4 separate regions of the Mus musculus genome follow, and all the other regions are linked to region 2. The links are chromatin contacts, called in public Hi-C and promoter capture Hi-C maps. All regions are on one chromosome and are shown on one strand. The core of a region is the stretch at or near the end of the contact, and the rest is flanking DNA. Distances in the headings are between cores, read along the strand shown. Region 1 overlaps Gm33424 (a long non-coding RNA gene). Region 2 holds the start of Gadd45g (growth arrest and DNA-damage-inducible 45 gamma). Region 3 has its middle 51 kb from the start of Gm33519. Region 4 overlaps Auh (AU RNA binding protein/enoyl-coenzyme A hydratase).

Region 1 (3,090 bases), core at 50-2,549, 1.1 Mb before region 2:
ATATGTAAATACATAGATACATACAGGGATACATACATAGATACATACATAGTTTTGTATAGTTCTTATTGTATGTATGTATGTATGTATGTATAGATAATTCTCTTTTGCCTTTACAAATAGCCACACAGCTTTAGTGCCTGTTTACACTATACATTTCTCTTCAGCACCATTCAGATCTACTGATAATCCTTTAAGTGGAGCCAGCATCTATCTAGCTAAGAGACCACTGGTGGCAAAGGGGTGGCTTTCCATCTCTCCTCTCACAGATAACACTGCAGAAGCAGCCTTGTGTGCGTTTTTGCTCACTCGGATGATTATTTTCCGAGGCAGATTCCGAGCCACAGTTGCTAGCTCTGCCAATGTGTTCTCAGAAGTTAGTTAAGGGGTAGACTCAGTTTCACACCTGATGCTACTGCCCCAGTCACCAGAAGAATATCTATTCATTCCCCAGCATACTGCCTTGCTTGTTTACATAAAAACCACCTCAGAGCAGGAGACAGGGCTCAGTGGCTAGGAGGGCTGAGTTCAGTTCTAAGCATGCATATCAAGTAGCTCACAACTGCCTGTAACTCCAGCTCCAGGGGATCCAGCTCCCTCTTCTGGCATCTATGGGCATGCACACATATGTGGCAGGAACACACACACATAAATACATACATACATACATATGTAAATATTAAAAATAAAATTATTTTTCAAACACCTTGTTTTACTTCCATGTTTCCATTATTAATGAAGTTGCTCTGTTTCCATATATCCTTCAAAGTTCTTTGAACTTGACCTTTTCCAAACTTAATTAATTTGTATCATTTACTGAATTTGATGCCGGATACCTTCTTACTCTTGTGGGTCTACCAATATATTGCACTTAACAAATATGTTAACATATTTTCCACCATGAGAATGTTAACCTTTTGTCTAGAAGTAAAGTTGTAATCTCCCTCAAGTGTTCATTTTAACAATTAAGAATTATGGTAATTTTTATTTGTGTGTGTGTGTGTGTGTGTGTACCTGTGAAGGCCAGAAGAGGGTGTCAGATGCCCAGACTGAAGTTACAGACAATTGTGAGTGGTTCAATTGAAACTAGGTCCTGCACAAGAGCAGCAAGCTTTCTTAACTGCTGAGCCATCCCTCCTGCTGCAGCTTTTAACAACTCAATCGGACAAAAGCCAGTTGACTTTACTTGCTCAAGTTTGTTTATCTTTCTCGTAGAGCTCCAGTTTCACTATCACACCCTGGCCTAGAGTTCACATCTGGCTTCCCTTGGTTTGGTTTAGAAACTTCATGTGTAATTTGGTCTCTTCAATCTTTAACTTGTGGGAGTATTTTTCTGTTTGGAATGAGGTAAGAGTCTAGCCAATGGTCCAGACAGGATGAGTTTGTCTCTGTGTTGATAGATACCCTGCCGCAGATCTCTCAGTGATCTGAGAAAACTGACATGCTAAGGACTCTTCCAGGCTCTCCTGAGCCTGAGGCCCTGTGATCTGACAGCAGTCACAGCTAGGATGCATTTGTGAAAGGCTTAGGAGGCAGGAGTGAGTCATCTCCCTCTGCCCTGTGGCTCCTGCACAGTACGGCTTGTGAGGGAACTCAAAACACGTGGCTTGGGGGGTCCATAAGGAGCAGTGTGAGGGGCAACATTGTTGTGTGAGTCACAATCCCGGTGCCCAGCTCTGAGCTCCATGGTCCAGATTCCTGAACCAGCGAGTTTCTGACTACGCTTCCCGTTTACCGCAAACATTAGTGGCAACTGTGGAGCCATCAGAAGAGTGGCCAATGGTTGCCTAGCACAGTCACAGGTGTTCACAATGACCAAGCCCAACAAAGATCACCTTCAAACACGATGCCCACATTAACATCTGCTTCCCACATAAGGCCCCAGCTGATGTGCCCTTTGATTTTAATGATTATTTTTTAAATATTTCATTTTTAAAATGGATATGCATGTGTGTGTGTGTCCACATGTGTTTATGTGTGCCATGCACATGCAGTAGCCAGCAGAGACCAGAAGAGGGCATCAGATTGCCCAGAACTGGAGTTACAGGGTGTTGTGAGCTGCCTCACCGGTGCTGGCAACCAAACTCAGGTCCTTTTCAAGAGCAGTGAACTCTCCTAACCACTGGGCCATCCTTACAGCCCCTGATTTCAATAATGATATTTATTATCGTATATGTTATTTTATGCATTAACCTATTCAACCTATTTCTAGAATACCTATTCTGTTTTGTTAATCTTCACTTCCTTTCCAACTCCGTGTGTGTGTGTGTGTGTGTGTGTGTGTGTGTGTGTGTGTTTGTATTTTGAGGTCCTGAATTCCAGGACTCATGCTTAGAATATACCTGCCACTGAGCCTCACTGCCAGTTCCTTCTACAACATAGTGCTGTTTTAGTTAAATGTTTGTAAGCTGGTGGAAAGGCTCAGTGACACTTCAGTATAGTCGTTATCTCTAGAACAGTGGTCCTTTTTACCCACAATCTGCTCAATCTCTTCATTTATGATCCTATTTTCATGTCACTATTCAATGCTTAATCACTTCTTTAAAAAGTGTTATATTACTATTGTGTGTATGTGTGTGCATGACGTGGGTGCAGGCACATGTGCCACAACCCACGTGTGGAGGTCAGGGGGCAACTTTGTCCAGTTGGTTCTTCCATCTTTATGTGGGTTCCTGGGCTCAGACTCGTGTTTGAGCAAAATCAAGTGGCTTATGTCACTAGCACCATCCCCTGCGTCCCCATCTCTGTCCCTCCTTCCTTTGCATAAATTAGTTTGACTTTTCCATTTGATGTGGCACTCACCATAATAGTTTTCATCTTTACAAATAACATATCTCCCTGACTATATTTAAAACGTTCAAAGATATCTGAACCTATAATAAAAGCTACCATTCATTAAACACTGCTTGGGCATGGGTTGAGGTGGCAATGGCCCAAAGGTTAAAAATACTTGCTGCTCTTGTACAGGGTCTGTGTTCAGTTCCTGACATCCGTACCAGGTGGCTCCCAGACACCCATAACTCCAGGTCCAGCGGTGCAATGCCCCTGAAGGCATCAGAATACATGCTACGTGCTCTTAGATACAATGAG
Region 2 (3,322 bases), core at 424-2,923:
GTGGCCGCTCCTGCCGCTGTACCAAGTCCAGGCGGTCGCCTGCCTTTCTTTCCCCTCCTTTCACTGGAAGGCTGCTTGCTGAGTCACACCTGCCTCGCTGGTCGGTTCTTCCCGGCCCTGGGGCCAACGTCCTCGCCTAGGCCTTCCTGTGCTAGCAGCCTCTCCGGACACTGGCAGAGTCCTGGGCTCGGAACAAGGTGTCCCCGCTGCCGCCAGACCCCCTTCTTGGGAGGCCGCGCTCCTCGCTCTCCAGGCAACATCGCCTGCCAGTCTCCACGCGCACTCGAGCGCCCTCGGAGGGCCACTCCAGAGCCAGCAGCGCGCTAGAGTGTCACCAAGTCGATCAGACCAAGGTCCCTGCCAGGCTGTCACTCGGGAAGGGTGATGCTGGGCACCCAGTCGTTGAAGCTGCGGCTCTCCTCGCAGAACAAACTGAGCTTCTCCAAGGCAGGGTCCTTCCATGTGTCCTCATTAGGATTCTGAATTTAAAAAAAAAAAAAATACATGGGTCAGCCATGCTTGTCGTTGGCCAGGATGGTTTGGGGGACTGGCGTAGGGAAACAGTGGGGGACACTCACCGAAATGAGGATGCAATGCAGGTCTCCCGGCGCGCCCCCCTCTTCGTCGGCGCCCACGATCGCCGCCAGCCTCTGCACGTCTCCCACGCGCACGATATCAATGTCGTTCTCACAGCAGAACGCCTGAATCAACGTGAAATGGATCTGCAGCGCTATGTCGCCCTCATCTTCTTCATCGGCAGCCAGCACGCAAAAGGTCACATTGTCAGGGTCCCTGCAGAGCAGATGGGAAGGACAAGGTCAGAGTCGATGCCACCCCCAGGTCTCCGCGCCGCGCCAACCCCAATCCCTGCACGCGGGGCCTTTCTACACTCACACATTCAGGACTTTGGCGGACTCGTAGACGCCAGCGGTCAGACAGCCCTGGCGCTGCGCCGACAGCAGAAGTTCGTGCAGTGCTTTCCCGGCGCCCTGCATCCTGTGAAAGAACAAGCGCCGTGAGTGGGGACCAGCACGGGGACGCGACGGAGAGATCCCTGCCCTGACCTCCAAGTCCCAGCTGGCCCCTTAGCCTAGACCTGCCTGGCGCCAGCATTCCTGCCTCCCAACTCCAACCTGGCGCCCACACACCAGGATCCCCAGTCCCGACCTGGCGCCCACACACCCGGATCCCCAGTCCCGACCTGACGCCCACACCTCTGGCACCCTAGTCATGATCTGGCGCCCTCATTCCCCATCACCCAGTCTCGACCTGGCGCCTGCACTCCCAGTTCCCTACTTCTGATCTGGCGCCCGTATATCAGGCTCCCCAACTACGATCAGGTGCTGGCACCCCAAACTCTAGCTCTAGACACGAATCGAATGCAGTAATTCTGGTCCCGCGCCTCGGCACCTCACAGCCAGACAGTGCACGGCTCCCACCCTGCAAACTTCTATCCTAGAGGACCCTGTAAGACCACTACCAGACAAGGCCAACTCTCGGCACCCCAAAACCCACCTGGCTGTGCTTTCCGGAACTGTATCCTGGCCACGGACTTCTTCCAGAGTCATTGTGCGATCCACGAACAGCAAGTTATCCAAAAGAGTGCGGAGGGAACCCGAGCGCAGGTAAAGATTCCCAGAGTCCGATGCGCGCCCACCACCAGCGAGTGCGCCAGGCTGGGCCGGGAGAGCCCTTTTATAGACAGGCTCGGCGCGCCGCCGCCAGCTGGCGGGAGGCTGCACTCCCATTGGCCAGCGCCCGCTTTCTGATGCAAATGAGGCGGCAGGCCTGCGGCTCGTGCCAGAAGGCCACGTGGGGAGGGGTGCGGGGGATGACACAGCCTCAAATCTGCCGCTTTTGTCAGGGTGTTACCAGGCAGACTGGAGCCTGCAGATTTCATCTCGCCTTTCTTTTTTTGTAAGTCCTTAAAAGGAAAAAGTTTAAAAAAAAAGTACGTTGTTTGCTGATACGATACTGGAATTTGTAGAATGCACACTTGGAGAATGTAAAAGCCCCCTCTTTTTTTTTTTTTTTTTGCTCTTTTTTTTTTTTTTTTTTTTGCGACCTTTCTAATTTTTCCTCAATTTTCAGTTTGAAGTTTATAGGGTTGTTACATCGAAACCGAAACTTAAAGTCAAAGGTTTGCAACTGCAGCTGACATTAGGCCTAGGCTGCCACTAGGGACTCAGGACTCTGCGCCTTTCGGGGTCGCGGCTGCAAGGTCTAAGCCCTCCCATCCCCCACCCCTACCCCTAGCAGATCGCTGTGGGACGCGGGCAGCAGGGACCAGCAGATTGCTGCCGGCACACGCGGCTCGTTTGCATTTCTATACGGGGCACACAAAAGAGGAGGTCTGGCGTGTGGCAGTTCGCGGTGGGGACAATCGACGCTTTCTCTTTCATAGCAACACTGTCCACCTGCCGCCGGTGGGGTGGGCCGAGCCCCGTCGGGAGCCGGGGTCGCGGGGTTGCCCGGCGCGTGGGGGTCGGAGCAGCGTGCCGCTCCCCCGCCACTGGGTGCGCACCTCTTAGGCTTATTCTGACTGCTGGGATTCTGATGCACGCGTGCTAAGCTCGAGAGTGAGCTGTACACCAAGGCTACTGTGCCCCAAACCCCAGAGGTTCCGGGGTTCAGACTCCGGGAACTCGGCTGTTCCACATTGTTTTTCCCAGGGCGCCGCCTACCGGCCGACCTAGAAAAATCCAGATCCTCTCATCCACCCACCAAATATTGCCTCGCGTTGACCTCTCAGGGGGGTTTGAGCTGGGACACCCCAAGCACCGAGAACCCTGTGCTATTATGCGCATCATTTAGAATCAGGGTAACGCCTGCACCGGGCGCCCGGGCCTGGAGACCGAAAGGAGCCTGCCACCCAGGACCAAGAATCCGTTTGTCTTATGAGAATTTGAAATATTTCAACTACTTAAAAATGTTTCTTCAAGAGGTTCTTTTCTGATAACGTAATAAAATTAGAAGTGATCTTGAGAGCTTTCTGAACTTATCGTTTGTCCCGTGGGACCTGCACATCAGGCTTCCAGACTGCTCGCCCGCAGAACACGACACTGTGGGCGTCTGCGTCTCTCTGTGCTAACACAGAAAAGTGTGCTAGGGGACTTCTGGAGATTCTTGAGTGAAGCCTGGGAGACTGGATAGGGCAAAGGGCGTTCATGAAGCTTGCCAGACTGAGGCAAAACTCACACACACCCACACACCCACCCACACACACACACACACACAGACACACACACACACAGACACAGAGAGAGAGAGAGAGAGAGAGAGAGAGAGAGAGAGAAGAGAGAGAGAGAGAGAGAGAGAGAGA
Region 3 (3,446 bases), core at 703-3,202, 1.2 Mb before region 2:
AAGAGAGTATTCCGCTCAGGCATTTTGTCCCAGTGATGAGAAAAATCTAATGCAAAAAAGGTTCTTGCATGGCTTAGGGACATGGCTTAGCAGTTAAGAAGGCCTGCTATTTTTCCAAAGGACCCTGGGTCGCTTCTCAGTACCGTCACTGGATGGTTCACAAGTGCCTGTGTGACTCTAGGGCCTCTGGCACCCTTTTCTGGCCTTTATGAGCACACAGACCTCCAACCGTGACATAGATTCAGAGACAAACACGTATACATTCAAGTAAAACTAAGAACACTAACAAAATGGTGGAGTGGCCTTTTGAAGTCACAGTTAAAGTGCCAATTAAGAAGCAGTGGTTGGTGGGGCTGAGGCAGGGTCCCCCAGAAGGTGGGATATGCTTTGAATCAGGGTCCAGAAGGTACTATGTTCTCTGAATAAAGTGTATGGTATGATTTCTCCCATAGCCAGGATCCACGGATTCGGGAATCAAGAGATGTGGGTGGGAATGGTTCCACTCACTATCCCCCCTAGTGACCCAAAAGGGAAATTCTATCAAGCTAGATGCTTCAGGACGGTGGGGGACATGTTAAGAGTAGTGGATTCCATGAGCATGGGACCGTTGTCCATTTCTTGGCTGAAAGTGAGTCCTTTGGTCAAGAGCACTGCTGTGTGGAACACGCGATGGTGGATAAAACATTTTCTATGTACACGGATGGTGGTTTAGGAGGAAGCATTGTGCACGGAAAAGGCTAATCCATAAACAGGATACACCTTTTTCTAGCAACTACAAGCTTACCAGAGCCATCCACCTCATGCATAGATCATTTCCCAAGTGGCTCAGACCTTGCTCTGGGAGGTTGACATAAACACTTAGGGATGCTTGCACCTGTAGAAGACCTGCTTTTAGAAGCCTGGTGGGCGGCTGACACTGAAGATGGTTCTGAACCCTCTACAGACTAACCCCACTGTACACATCCACTGTACACACCGTGAGGAAGTGCCGGGAAATACCAGACAGGGCTGACAGGGCTGGGGATGGATGCAGTGCTGTGTGAACAGGCAATGTCTGGTTGGATGGAGGGTGCGTTCAGCCTCCGTGTCGTAGTTGACTGGGAAAAAGACTCCTAAAGAACCCGTGCCCAAGAGTCACTAAGTACAGAGCAGCGATGTGCTAGCTGTCACCAAGAGTCACTATGTGCAGAGCAGCGATGTTCTAGCTGTTCCTAGAAGATTTTGCATAGAATCTGGTCTTTCCTAGGATGCACTGTAATGTGGGGTGCCTTTGGGAGCTGTTTATGTAATTTTTTCAGTGCTGGGGCTCACCCCCAGGGCCTTGGGCACGCTAGGTAAGCTCTCTACTACTGAGCTACACCCTGAGCCCCAAGAGCTGACTTCAGATGTGTTCATCTGTTTCTTGTATGAAATTGTTCTTTGTTAGCAGGGAAACCCTTTTGTTGAGCTTTAATAACAGAATTCACATCTTTCATCACTCTTCAGCCTCGCTTCCAGAGAGTTCTGAGGGCCATGATGCCAAGGGAGAGTGATGAGCCAAGACAGGTTCCTGCAGAGTGCGGAGCCGGGCTGGGCGTGTACAAAGTGGAGAACTCGGTCTGTCGTGCGGAGCTGGCCTTGTGGAGATGCAGGGGGCAGGCTGCCGACAGTCTGTGGGAGGGTCTACTCGGTCTCTCTGACAGAAGCTACCCACATCAAAGCTCTCTGTGGAGCTCTGTGCTGGCTCGAGTCTCCGCTCCACATTCTGCAGAGACTTGCTCAAACAGCGCCTGTCCAGCACAGGCACCATTAAAAGCCTACGTGCAGAAGACACGCAGGGAGCCTGTCCGAATTGGCTCTGGGAAACAGCCAGGTGTGTTTCATTCCAAAGAAATATCGGGAGTGGGAAGGACGTCATCTAGAAGAAAGCCACTGGACCGCCTGTCAGTGTTGGCTAGCAACACTGCTCTGTTTGTTCTGGGAGTTGCTTCAGAGAAACGCGGAGGATGAGACAAGATGACACAGTATCTCCCGAAGCAGCACCTCGCATGCAGCTCCAAACCCAGGAGGGTAACCTTGACTATAAGAAGCCCCTGTTGAGATCGCTCGCTGTGATTCTGCCCATCAGAGACAAGTCCTTCACAATGAAACCACATCTGTCTCTTGATGAAGCGTGGCAGCTAGCAGTTCCTCAGCCTTCCTGTGTCCCAGGAATGGGCTAAGGTACTCTGCAGGTATGAACCCTTGACATCTGCTATATGAGGTGCAGGTTGGAGCACTGGCCTTACTTTACAGATGGGACAGTATCCTGTGCCGATAGGCCGAGAAATGGGTGGAGTGGGGCTCTGTTTCGAGGACTGCTCCCAGTCCTGAGGCTTCTGGCACTTTCCAGGCTACAATACAGAACTGACCTCTGACCCCTGAAGCTCTTCTTAACACCACAGCAAGAGTTGGGCCCTCAGTGTGGAGGCTGCAGGGAACAGTTAATCCCATCACCCTGGGAGCCCTGACTCCGCTGCTGACATGGCGGCTGTGCGACCTTTGCTCGCTGGCCTCCAACAACAAAAGACATTAAAGTAGCATTACTCCCCATGGGCTGCTCTCAGGAATAATTATGGCAATGCATGTCACAGGGAGTGAACACAAATGGAGCTGCTGTCCAGTTCTGGGTCTCTCGAAAGTGACCCTGTCCTAAAGGCAATTTCATCTCAGGCATAAAACGATACTCGAAGCCCCGATCCTTTACCATTCACTAATTTTAAGACATAAAGACCGGAAGACTCTCACATTGCCACTATAATTGTGTCAACACCCTGCACGGTGGCACTGCGAGAGACAGTGGGAACTTAGTTCTGGCTTCCTTAGTTTGAACTTTGCTCTAAAGAACTCACATGTTTTGATTTAGTTTTTTTTTTTTTTTTTTTTTTTTTGGCAGGCCATGCAGGCCTGCTTAGAACAAGGTGACAATAAGGTCAGAGTGGAAGCAGCTCACAACGCCTCCCTCTTCCAGGCAGCTGCCCTTGGGCCGTCATCCAAGTTGGCAGCAAGAAACTTAACCCGGCCAAGTAAGAAAGTCAGGTGTGTGAGCACGCTCGACAAAGCCCGGCCGTCATGGCCCAGTCTTCAGCAAATGTTCCGAAGACTCATGGCCTCCTGACCCAATCTATGTGGTGAACTCGGCAGAGCCGAGCCCAGAGGCAAGGCCACCACCCTCTCCTGCCTCCAGCCAAATTCAGAGGTAGCTGCCATCCTTGAGTTATTTTGTCTAATTTCATTTTGAGCGTGCCTGCGGGAGGGTGTGTGGCATGTGGATGGCCTGCGTATGTGAGTTCAAGAGCACACATATCTCAGCACGTATATGGGACTCAAGAGGGCCATTTTTAGGAGGTTTTGAGGTGGGATCTCTCTTGTTTCTTTGTTGCTCTCTACACTGAGCTAGCTGGCCCACAAGCTTCTAGATAACATTC
Region 4 (3,099 bases), core at 372-2,871, 1.0 Mb before region 2:
TGGCCTTCTGCGTCCCAGAGTTGGGGCCACAAACATCAGAGACTACGTTCTGAGCTCCTGTGGATTGTCTGTCTCCTTGTCATTCTTCCACGTACCTTACAGTACGGCACCTCCTGCATAGTGTCGCATTTGTCTAATCACCCCCAACAGCTTGTGCACGTGCAGGAGAATTGGCATCCATCCGATATACTGTATTGTTTACATGAGGGACATTAGAATTTACCTGCAGCTAAACCAGGGGTCCTGGAACCGTTCCCCTGACCCGCAGGGCAGCAGCCAGATCCATCTAAGTGGAAAAACCTCTGCTGTCAGAAGATACTGTTAGGGTGGAGTTGGGTCAAGGGTGGGGTGGATGTGTACACTACAGGGGCCTGACTGATGGCGGACCTTGTGCCTGCAATATGCAAAGGACCCTTGAAACTCACTAGGAGGGAAATACAACTGGTTGAAGAAAGAGCCAGGAGATTGGAGCACATCTCCCTAAGTGGAGGGCGGCAGATAAGGGCATGAGGAGGTACTGAGTCTCTGCAGTCACGGGCGTATAGACTCGCATGCAGATGCCATGGTCAGAGCGATGGCTGGGCAGACTTAGGTGCTGCCATCTGCAGTCAGGGCTGGGCACTGCTGTTGGCGTGGGGCATCTGGAACTTTGATGCACTGCCTGTGAAATGGTAGACACAATTTAGGGAACACTTCAGAGTTTTGTCCCTCCACCTGAGCAGTGTGGCAGAATCTGGTCTGTGACAGTGGTCTGTGTGAGTCTCCCGCACAATTATTTTCACAGCTGCAGGAACATCACCCTTGCTTTCTCCTCCATTGCAGCATCCGTGTACCCCACCCTGTGTAGGTACACATGGACTTTGTTTTCCTTTCTTTGCAGTTCAAATAATGTCACGGGAGAAAGCTTTGCGTACTGTGTCACAGTGTGTCACATAGCACGTCCCCAAGACTGGACTAGCCTGAACTCTGAAGGGTAGGAGTTCCAAGGGGTTGTGGAGATCCTGCTAGCCTCCTTCCCCGACCTTAGGTAGATGCTGGTCTGCCACATGACTAGGCCGTTCGGCGTCTATGTACCTCTCACCTCTCTTCCCTAGCCAGATTGGCATTTTAACGTCTGTTTGAGGCTTTGCCCTCTTTCCATTTTAACCTGCTAGTTTCTGTTTCAGGATTTCTGACTGTGAGGAATCGGTTCCTTGTCTGAATGTTTCCATTGGCAATGCTTTTCTCTTGTTTGCTGGTTTCCCCCTTTGTCTTCTTAAGCTTTACACAGTTTGGTTTTGATAGCGCACAAGCATGCGTTACTGGTTCCAGTTATTATGAGCAAGTGCCATTGTCTGGGCCCACTCACGTGTCTGGTCAGCCAGACTGTGTAGGACAGCTGGGTGGGGAGGCCCGGTTCCTGTGCCCGGCATCCTCCCGCAGGCTGGTGCTGACACAGGGCCAGAAAGAAGAACACCTGCGGGTAGAGCCCAACCCTGGCTGGGTCTGCACACGAGTGCTTTCACACATGGCGGGAGCATCATTGCTGTGGCTGTAAGCAGGAGCAAGAGCAGCCTGGTCAGGGAGGGTAGTGACAGTCTCCACAGCCTGAGGTGGGTGCAGTGTGGAGGGAGGAGCTGCCAGGATCCAGGCTTTGCCCCTCTCAGCTCATGCACACCTCTCACGTGACCACTGAGCACGTGACTGGGCCTGTGATCTGTGTCACCATAATCACCCACAGGAGATTAGTGACTGAGGAGCGGGTTCCTGTTTTCAGGTGGCATGTATTCACTCTACGTGATTAGGGTTCTGTTGATATTCTGTGTATGTGCCTGTGTGTGTGTGTGTGTTGTGTGTGTGGTATAAGTGTGTGTATGTTGTGTGTGTATTATGTGTGGTATATGTGTATATGTGGTGTGTGTGCAGTGTATGTGTATGTGTGGTGTGTGTGGGTATATGTGTGGGGTGTATGTGTGGTGTGTGGTATATGTATATGTGGTGTATATGTGTGTGGTATAAGTATGTGTATATGTGCGTATGTATGTATGTGGTATATAAGTATGTATGTGTGGTATATATGTGTATGAGTGTGTATGTGTGTGCATGTGTGTGGTATGTGTCTGGTGTGTATGTGGTGTATTTCAGTGTGTGGTATATGTGTATGTGTGTGTATATATTGTATATGTGTATGCATGGTATGTGTGTGTATGAGTGTGTGTGTGTGTGGTGTGGTATATGTGTATGTGTGGGATGTGTGTGTATGGTGTACTTTGGTTGTTTCCCTCTTTTGTCCCCCTTTCTTTCCTGGTAGTCCACTTCCTCTTGTAGGGTAGTCCCTTCTGCATGTCCCCCCTTCCACATGAGAGGAGCACGTGAGCAGGCCAGCATGCAGTGTTTGTCTTTCTGAGTCGAGCTTATTTCCCTTAGGGTGACATCTCTAGCTCCATCCACCTTGTGGCAGATGCCATGATTTCGCTCCTCTTTATGGCCAAATAGCACCCCAGTGTATGCCTATCACAGGCCCTCTTTATCTGTTTCTCTGCTGATGGCACCAGTGCTGAGGCCATGGCGTGGCTGTTGTGACTGTTGCTACAGGAAGCACATCTGTGAAGGCATCTCTCTCATCTGCTCCTGTATTCCTGTGGGCGCCATAATGAGTGGAGTGCCTGGGTCACAGGGGAGATGCACAGTCCCCTTGGTGTGCTCCTGGGTAAGCACAGCCCCCAACCCCCAGCGGTGTAGAACTCAGAGGATGGGCTGGCACTGTGGCAGGGATGGTACTGCCCTGTCTTCCGGCCTGCCACCCATACACTCAGCAGCCTAGCTAAGGGGCTGGTCGTGAGATGTGGGCAGAATGGAAACGCGCCAGCCTTAGGCTAACCTCCAGGTGTGCTCCAAAGGAGTTCAAAATATCAAAGCGCAAAAGCATGAGCCCAAACTGCAGCCTTGCCAACCCATGAACTACCTCTGAGTTTCCCACGATGCTGCGCTCATCTGGGGAGCCGAGCTTCGGAAAGGGAACTGTGGATGGGGAGGGTGGGGGCTTCCCTTTTGGCGGTGCGGCCTGGGGTAGGCACAGGGAGCTGGCACTCGTGTTAGGCATGGGTTTTCCCATGTGGT

The links. Promoter capture Hi-C pulls out the DNA fragments that hold promoters and counts their contacts. Hi-C and Micro-C count contacts between places; a contact is called where the count stands out from the background.
Region 1: a contact with region 2 is called in a Hi-C map of uterus, with 2.5 times the contacts expected there. The contact joins the enhancer-like site here to the promoter of Gadd45g in region 2. A contact is called at or near these places in 11 of 39 promoter capture datasets (the 3T3-L1 cell line, 3T3-L1-derived adipocytes, the C10 cell line and 6 more), 1 of 15 datasets of contacts at CTCF or cohesin (large pre-B cells), 29 of 484 Hi-C or Micro-C datasets (B cells, the Ba/F3 cell line, CD4 T cells and 19 more), 8 of 115 datasets of contacts at active chromatin or transcription factors (acute myeloid leukemia, cardiomyocytes, embryonic forebrain and 5 more) and 4 of 9 other capture datasets (adipose tissue, embryonic stem cells, liver and 1 more).
Region 3: a contact with region 2 is called in a promoter capture Hi-C map of liver, with 5 times the contacts expected there. The contact joins the enhancer-like site here to the promoter of Gadd45g in region 2. A contact is called at or near these places in 5 of 39 promoter capture datasets (the 3T3-L1 cell line, embryonic stem cells, hippocampal neurons and 1 more), 1 of 15 datasets of contacts at CTCF or cohesin (the NIH/3T3 cell line), 1 of 115 datasets of contacts at active chromatin or transcription factors (forebrain) and 1 of 9 other capture datasets (embryonic stem cells).
Region 4: a contact with region 2 is called in a promoter capture Hi-C map of the HPC-7 cell line, with 4 times the contacts expected there. The contact joins the enhancer-like site here to the promoter of Gadd45g in region 2. A contact is called at or near these places in 6 of 39 promoter capture datasets (the HPC-7 cell line, embryonic stem cells, hippocampal neurons and 3 more), 1 of 115 datasets of contacts at active chromatin or transcription factors (pro-B cells) and 2 of 9 other capture datasets (adipose tissue and embryonic stem cells).

What each region holds. Positions count from the first base shown.
Region 1 is chr13:52,992,845-52,995,934 of GRCm38.p6, reverse strand. All of the region lies in intron 1 of Gm33424 (a long non-coding RNA gene), which reads right to left. Among named protein-coding and RNA genes, the nearest start is that of Gm33424, 8.4 kb to the right of the region's middle. Within about 2 kb of position 1,299, at least 47 of the 459 cell types and tissues checked have an H3K27ac peak or open chromatin away from gene starts, as enhancers often do. A contact at or near this core is called in the Ba/F3 cell line, CD8 T cells, the HL-1 cell line and 4 more, where this site is marked.
Region 2 is chr13:51,845,026-51,848,347 of GRCm38.p6, reverse strand. It overlaps Gadd45g (growth arrest and DNA-damage-inducible 45 gamma), which reads right to left and starts at 1,673. Exons shown (of 4, transcript NM_011817.2): 1 at 1,516-1,673; 2 at 895-996; 3 at 579-792; 4 at 1-479. The coding sequence starts at 1,568. The coding sequence ends at 369.
Region 3 is chr13:53,067,702-53,071,147 of GRCm38.p6, reverse strand. No RefSeq gene overlaps it. Among named protein-coding and RNA genes, the nearest start is that of Gm33519, 51 kb to the right of the region's middle. Within about 2 kb of position 1,952, at least 31 of the 459 cell types and tissues checked have an H3K27ac peak or open chromatin away from gene starts, as enhancers often do. A contact at or near this core is called in liver, where this site is marked.
Region 4 is chr13:52,848,018-52,851,116 of GRCm38.p6, reverse strand. All of the region lies in intron 6 of Auh (AU RNA binding protein/enoyl-coenzyme A hydratase), which reads left to right. Among named protein-coding and RNA genes, the nearest start is that of Gm33315, 20 kb to the right of the region's middle. Within about 2 kb of position 1,621, at least 61 of the 459 cell types and tissues checked have an H3K27ac peak or open chromatin away from gene starts, as enhancers often do. A contact at or near this core is called in the HPC-7 cell line and pre-B cells, where this site is marked.